Linked DNA regions of Mus musculus: region 2 is linked to region 1. A link is a contact called in public Micro-C data. All regions are on one chromosome and are shown on one strand. The core of a region is the stretch at or near the end of the contact, and the rest is flanking DNA. Distances in the headings are between cores, read along the strand shown.

Evidence for each region. A called contact is a pair of places that touch in the nucleus more often than the background predicts.
Region 2: a Micro-C map of granulosa cells shows a contact between it and region 1, with 1.9 times the contacts expected there. The contact joins two enhancer-like sites. A contact is called at or near these places in 1 of 15 datasets of contacts at CTCF or cohesin (the NIH/3T3 cell line), 7 of 484 Hi-C or Micro-C datasets (3T3-L1-derived adipocytes, Sertoli cells, granulosa cells and 2 more) and 1 of 115 datasets of contacts at active chromatin or transcription factors (embryonic fibroblasts).

What each region holds. Positions count from the first base shown.
Region 1 is chr13:90,511,670-90,515,758 of GRCm38.p6, forward strand. All of the region lies in intron 1 of Gm35111 (a long non-coding RNA gene), which reads right to left. Among named protein-coding and RNA genes, the nearest start is that of Gm35111, 35 kb to the right of the region's middle. Within about 2 kb of position 2,417, at least 62 of the 459 cell types and tissues checked have an H3K27ac peak or open chromatin away from gene starts, as enhancers often do. A contact at or near this core is called in granulosa cells, where this site is marked.
Region 2 is chr13:90,736,603-90,740,691 of GRCm38.p6, forward strand. No RefSeq gene overlaps it. Among named protein-coding and RNA genes, the nearest start is that of Atp6ap1l, 170 kb to the right of the region's middle. Within about 2 kb of position 2,144, at least 9 of the 459 cell types and tissues checked have an H3K27ac peak or open chromatin away from gene starts, as enhancers often do. A contact at or near this core is called in granulosa cells, where this site is marked.

The sequences.
Region 1 (4,089 bases), core at 1,167-3,666:
GCCATAGGTTAGCAAAAAATGCACACAACAGAAGTCTAAACTCTAAAAAGTAAGTATAACAATTTTAAACATAAGAAAAATAGATGCTTATTTGCAACTTCCTCTGGGATACATATTCAATATATTATAGATCCAGGATGGAAGATATGGAACTCAGCATCTCAAGTTAAGCCCATAACATTAACCAGCACAGGAGCCATGCTCATCCACTTGCCAAGCTTTTGGAATCTGATGCATCACTCAATGGTCGTGTGTTTTGTTTTCCCCAAATAATAATGGCCACTGTGCAGAAGATGTGACAGAGCTTGCTAAACATTTGACTTAAAAAAGAACTCTGTGAATGGCGGGTTCCCCCCCCCCCCTCAGTCCCATAGGTAATTCACCCAAGGCTGTGAGGGTAGAGCACTGGTACCCCAGAGACCCAGAAGCAGGACATGCATTTTCTATTTTCATGTATTTTATTATAAGTCTGCTTGTACAGCATGCTGGCCCTGTGCAATATTCACAAGAGTCATTTTTGTCTAGTTACAAGTATTTGTTGAGGTATGTTTATTTCTGTGCCCAAAATCCACACAACATAAATGATAAATGCACATAGCTGGCTCCCTGGCCTTCCCTAGGCACTCCTTTGAAACAATGGCTTCCCATGAACTGTGAAACAGTTGCTCATCATCTTACTACTTATTTCTGACACACGTCAGAAAAGAAGAAAGCTTTTTGAGGGATGAGATGTGCTGACTTAAGTAAGTCAGTGTGTTTTGTAAACAATGGCAATCCAAGGGATTAGTCAAATTTACTACAATTTGGAAGCCATGCTCAAATCATACCACAAACCCTTAGTACAGCAGCTGGCAGTGGTATTCAGGAGATGACAATTGGGCCTGACTGATCTATCTTCCTTGGTGGTTCTCTACTCTGTTCTCACAGGCTTTATTGTTTTCTGTGACCTGGAACATATTGTTAAAGAGAGTATAATCTACGTATTGAGTCACTGCAAAGCTCCAAATCATTAAAAGCATTTAACTCTTCACAAGGCAGCGACTTAGTAAGCAACCCCACAGCCAAACACATATTACGATGGAGTAATTTACATTTTGAAATGTGTGAGATGTGTCTTGATGTTTGAAGACTATACAATGCAAGATCTTAATAATTGCTGGTAAAAAATCATTTATAATCACAATAATCACTTGTAGCAATATTAATAATAATAATAATAAAATTGCCTTTGAGGATCTTCCAGCTCCAGCAAAACTGAAAGTCATCGTCCTTGGCTGGGGAACAATAGAATCCAGGGGCAAGAACTCACAGTGGGTCTTTGAATTATTCATGAGATCATACATGCCATTCACATCTGTATGTTTAAAAAAAGCCAAGAGAGTGTAATAGCACATTAGTAATGTAAATTAGAAAAAGACATATTTTATTTTGGTTTAGTGAAGATTTTCCTAAGTAAACCCAAATAGCATCCTTACTAGACATGTGCCAAAGATCTTTTATTCTTCACTGTTGCTAGGATGCGTTTTTTTCTGGACCAAGTCATCATTTAGGGGATCACTGATTGGATCACTCTCAGACATAATATGATACATACACAAACAAGGGTACACATTGTTTATGAATATACTCAAAACCACAGGAATGAGAAATCAAGAAAAAATAAGGCAAATATTAAAATCTACCACTGGGGAGTTTTATCCTATCATTGCAGTTTTATTATTGTCTGAATTTACATAAAAGCAAAAACTCGTGGAAGAAAATTGCCTCACAACCCCAGATTCTATTTTATTCAACAAACACAAGCTGAGGGGTAAGGAAAGATGACAAGGAGATACTCAGAAAACCATGGTTAACACATCCTCATATCAGACAGTACCAAGGCCAACCAAGACTTTCAAAATGTTTTGTAATACAGTAATATACACTCATATACACAAAATAAAAATAATTTTAAAAATACTTTACAGGATAATTTTGGTTGTACATGATATTTCTAATATATACTAACTTTAGGTCTTGTCTTACTCCACTGAATTCTTGAAGGATAAAGGAAAGTTAAAAATTTAGACATTTAATGTTTTGGGCTTATAAACATAAGAACAAAAGAACAAAAACATCTCTGTCTGATACAGCATCCCTTTTCCTGATCTTTTAGTCCATCTTTCGTCACTTCTACCATCACTAGGAGGCTCACTATTTAAAGGGCCCAGTCCTGGTCACTAAACAAAAGCAACAGATCAACCCAAAGAACTAGAGTGTCTTCTTTGGTGAGAGGAAATGCTATTTGAGAAAAGTAGCAAACAAAGGAAATCTCTGACAAATGAGTCATGAGAGGGAAAGGAGTCTCCCAGCACGGGGTGTTCTTGTGGCTCCGTTATTATTAATTGTGAGGACACGCTTACTCATGTCTTGTTCACTCTTGCCTCTACCATCACTGAGCTCATGTTACATTTATCCTAATGAACCAAGCCCACCAGAGATACACTGTGCACCACTTTAACGTGAACAGATTAGTCAGAGGAATTTTTATTTTGTTGGTCAGACTGGTCATCTCTGGGGACTTCTTGCTTTAGCTATCATTGTTTAGACTTTGAAATAAATGTGCAATGTATTTTCTAAGCCTATGACTAAGATTTAGAAAAAGTAGTATAAATTTCATATTGCTCAAATTATGAAATCTATCTACACTTCATTTTTATAAGGCACATGAAGACTGTGCTTGGTTTAAACAATTTCTTCTGACCACAGTAAGCTCTTGTGATGACCTTAACACGCACATCATAACTCACAGTTTGCAAGTGGGAACCAATGCTTCAGGTTGAGATGCTTGCAGAGAGGGATTTTTGCATTCTCTAAAGCATAAAAGTAAGCACAAAGCAAAGAGTAGCTGAGATGATTGGATGTTTGTGACACTGAGCCTTGAGGTGCTCAGATTTGGTGAAAATATTCTTCTAGTTGTGTCTGGGAGGTCAGTTCTGGATGAAATTAACATTTGGATCTGTAGACCCCCAAAAGCAATAAAGCAGTCTTCAGAGAAGATTCATCTGGCCTACTGAAAGCCTGGATGAATAGGTGAGCAAAAAGAACTCCAGAGCTCCATCTGTAAGCTGCAGCATCAGTTGCGTCTCTTAGACTCTGACTCAGACATGATATTATATCCTGAGCTCTCATGGGTTTTAGGGCTTTACACTCAGATGTGAAACCACGTCACTGTCTCCAGTCTGCAGACTCTAGGTTTGTTTGTTTTTTGTTTTGATTTTGTTTTTGTCCATTTATAAGAAAATGTCTTCCTTGGAAGCCCACGCTATTTTCAAAGTTTTGGTAATCCTCTTGCCTTGGCTTCCCAAATGCACAGATTACTGAAATGTGGCATTACATTTGTCTTTAACTACAGATCTGAAACCTCTCAGACTGCAGAATTGCACGCAACAAGCCTCTTTGACAAATCGACTGCTATGTATATCTTGTTGTCTCCATGTCTGTGGAGAAGCTGGACTAGCACAGAACATATGGAAAATAGGATAATCTTCTACATAGATATTTTCAAAGAATAGCAAGAAGCCAGTTGTGGCTATCAACCAATGTTTTAACAATACATATGCTCAGTGTTCAGATTGGAAATTTTATGTGACTTTCTACTACATCCTAAACTCCTTGGGAGGGCTGAGGAGTCTGAGGTGGTATGGGGCAAGTCCAGGAGGAAGAATATTAACCTTGTTCCTAAGACAGTCCACTTTATACAGCTTATATTCTCAAGTCCTTTAGTGCTTGATGACCACACTGAAGAAAATGAAATAAAAGCAGGATATCAGATGCAAACTAGCATTATGTATCTGACTTGCACCGCAGTGACAATGTCTACTGTATTTTCTATTCCTGTACAGAAGATGTTACTGGTCAAGAAATACCCCTTTTCTAATATTAATTTAGTCTGATAGTATTAATTTCTGATAACATATTAATTAATTCATTCAAGTTAATAACGACATGTTATTCACTATTTTCATTGCCTTTTGTTGGTTTACTTTTCCTTAAGCTTTACTTAAAGTGGCGCTGTCCTTACATGTTCCAAGCACAGAGTAAAATAGA
Region 2 (4,089 bases), core at 894-3,393, 220 kb after region 1:
AAAGAGATAAACAAGGAATGATGTTGTAAAAAGCAGGGTACCTATTGATTGCTCAATGGTAGGGTGTCTGTCTGGCATGTGCCAGGCACAATGCACTACCCAGAACTATTAAACAAAGGAAAATACTTTTAAAGTATAAAACATTATAAAAACTATGAAGATTTGAAAAGGAAAAGGTATAACTTCTAGAAATTGAAAATAAAGTCATTGAAATTAAAATTTCAATGGTTAGAGCCACTGTATTGGCACATCCTTGTAATAATGTCACCACTCCACAGGCTAAAGCATAAAGATGCTGATGTAGATGCTAGATTAGCCTATGGCGTGAGATCTTGTCTCAAATAATAACACTAACTAATATAAAATACATAACAATAAATACTAAAACTTTAAATGTAGTCTCAAGCTAAAATCAATCCTATATTGTCAACTGCAAACATGTGCCAGGCATGATCCCACCTGTACAGAAATTTACAAAAAAAATGGAAAATATGAAAGAGAGGTTAAGAATCATCAATTACATATAGCCAATCTCAGAAATTATTAATGATGATGTAATGTGTAAAATAATATCTGAACATTGTGTACAATTTTTCCAAATTCAAAAATAATTGATTCTTAGGTAAGTATGGTTTTAATATGACAAGTAAAATGCCCATGTCAAAAAATGCCCATGTCTTCATTCATAATAATAAAATTGTAGAATATTGTCCCATGTTAATGCCGGATACAGCGAGATCTTAAGCATTTAGAGGTTAAAGGAGGATTGTATGTATTTAGAGGTTAAAGGGGGTGGTGAAAGGTATTTCTAAAGAGAAGAAGGAGGGGAGAGAGGAAGTGAGATAGGAGGCAAGAAGAAAAAACAGTGAAAGTAGACATTTTAACAACCTAAAAGTCTGAAGACATAAATAATTTCCAAAACATTTTAGTCTTACTAGTTATGGTGACACTAATGCTTAAATACATGGCAATATATTCATATTCTAACATCTCTATCTGGGCATAGTTCTTTTTCTCCAGGGTTTTAAGTCTAGAGAATGGAATGAATCTGACTTAAAAGGTGTCTTAGTCATGGTTCCCTTTGCTGTGATAAAACACCATGACCATAAGCAAAGAGGAAAGGGTTTATTATGCTTAATCCCCACTGCAACCCACCATTGAGGGAACTGAGGCCAGGAACACAAACAGGAACCTAGGGGCAGGAATTGATGCAGTGACAGAGAAACGCTGCTTATTTCTTGCTTTTCATGGCTTGTCAACTTGCTTTCTTAAACAAATTATACAACTCAGGACCACTATCCCAGAGGTGGCACTTTCCTTCAATTGGCTGGACCATCCCATATCAATCATTAATGAAGAAAATGCCTCCACGGGCTTGCCCAAAGGCCAATCTGGTGGGAATGTTTTGTTTTGTTTTGTTTTGTTTTGTTTTGTTTTGTTTTGTTTTGTTTCAGTTGAGGTCCCCTCTTCCTAAATGATTGTAACTCATCATCAAGTTGACAAAGCTAGCCAGGACAAGAGGAAACATTATGACCATATAAGCAAATGTAAACCCCTAAATAGAAAAGTAGTGAGAATCATAATTAGTATAGGTAATTATAATGGTTAGTTTTACACACACATAAGGCAGAGCCAGGATACTAGATCTCGTGTTTTCATAAGAGCCTTTTTATAGGAATTAACATTTGAGTCAAACAACTTTACTTCCCTGATTTGAGTGGGCCTCAGCTAACCCTTTTGGTCAGCTGTACATTGGTATAACTAAATAGGAGGGATAATCAAGTTAGGATAAAGGGGTTCCTTTTGACTCATGCTTTCCAACTTTCTGTCTGCAGTTGCTTATTTCCATTGCATTTGGGCCCATGGTGAGAAAGCCCATCACAGCAGGAGTATTAATGGAAGAAAGAAATTTCTCATGACATCCAGAACATGAAGCTGAGAGAGAAGCAGTTTCTATTACGTGGACATGTGCCCAGTGACTTTCTTCAACCAGTCGCCACCTCCTAAACAGCATGTCCCAGTAGCACCATGAACTGTGTACTAAATCTCCAAGAAATGAGGTTTGGTAGAACATTCAATATACTAACCACAAAATACTTGCAGACTAAGAAAAAAACACTGACCTTCCTAGAGCAGAAGGCATTCTGCCAACAGACAGCCCTTGAAATTAAACTGCAGCACTTTCCTCGATACCAACACTTGGCATTCCTTTCTTACAGATTCTGGAATTCCAGCCTCCAAAGTTATGAGTTCATTCCATAAAAAATCTACCTGACCTCCCAACACACACACACACACACACACACACACACACACACACACACACACACACCTCCTTGTCTGTATGGAGAATTCTGCCTCCTACAGCAACAGAAAGGGGGAGAAAAGTAGCTTTGAGCAACTGAACAATGACTTAGTAGGAATGGCCAAACTTAGTAGGAATGGTTGCTTAAATATCTAACTGTGAATGTATTGAGCAGCTCTAGATGTCATTGCATGAGAGTTAGGTTTTTCAAAGTGAATATTAAAAAGGATAGGAGTGGGATGGATAACACCTAAGCCAGCAGAGACAATCAATAAAAGTCAGTCGGCACAACTGATTACAGAAGAGGGGAGGCTGCACAAAGAAAATACAGGGTACAAAGTGGAAAGGGAAAATGATAGAAAACAATCAAAGTCCATCAAGAATAAATAGACTACTAAAAAGGATTGCTGACTGGGTTAAAAGAGCCAAATTGTCCTCTATAATCTTTAGAATAGTATGGACACATCTGAAATGTCAGAATAGAGATTGAATTTAAATGAATGAAGAAAGATCTACTGGGATAATACAAACCAAAAGAAAACCTGGATATGTTTACTAATGTCAAAATGAGTGGGGTTTAATACAAAAAGTTAGTAAAAACTAAAAATGACAATTGTGCACTATGATAGATGGGCAGTATACCAAAGAACTCTTCTAAACTAGTACACAATGCCATGGTCTCAAACACTATAAAACAATGAGGCCTGGGCAGATGCCCTAAACATGGTCTGACCTTCTTGGGGCAGGGTACATTCTTGTAGCTAGAAAACTGAACACAGATATCTGCACAGCCCAGATGCTTAAGGTAAGAAGAGAAGCATGTACACTTTACAGCCACTGGTTCAAGAGTCAGTAAGACAAATGCCTCTGGAGAAGAAGGCTTCCTCATCTTATTAGAGTCCAGAGACAAGAGACTTGCTGCTTTCACTAAGACCTCCTTCTCCCTAGCCTCTCACTTTCTCCCTGGCAAGAAGTTAGACACAAGGATGAGTTCTACATTCCTTCACGGCAGTAGTCTCAAGATGGTCCCATGACACACCTAACTCATCTGTGGAATGTGGCCTCCACCCAGAGAGACTTTGCATCATTATATTGCATGTAATAAAATGATATGGATTTGGGAAAGTCCCATTTCCATTACATAGGAATCCTCTTGACTCTGCCCTTCTATTAAAGTCATACAACCTTACTTCAGAAATGGCTAAAAGCTCAAGCTTGGAAGTCAGGTGACCATAAGTTCAAAGTCTAACAAAAAAAATAAAAACCTATATGAAACTTGAAAGTAAACACTATATACCTCAGGTTTTGCATTTGTTATAAAGAAAACAATATTTTGCATATAAAACCACCTAGACTGGATTTGTTATACAATGATCAGAGAGAGCTGTATCTACAAAGAGCAACTGTGGCAGAGATGAGGAAATTGATGGGCACAGTATCCCAGACTCAATGAAGGGCTCCTTCCCGGCCATTCAGAACTAAGTATGAGACCTTGAACATGGGAATCTTCTGTCAACACCACCCTCTATTCACACAACAGCATCTTTCACCAACTCTTTCATATATTTATCTTCCACTACAGTGCTCAGTGTCTGGCCCTGACTGAAGACAGAGGTCACACTATGATCAACTGATGTTTCCACTGTGCTCCCCTGCATAAGCTTCTGCTCTGTAGGAATCAAGATGCTTTAAGATGTTGTATGCCCTTCGATCACCAATAGCACAAAAATCAACTGCCTTTTCCACCATAGATAAGCCATTAAAAAGAAGAGAAAGGGGGAGGA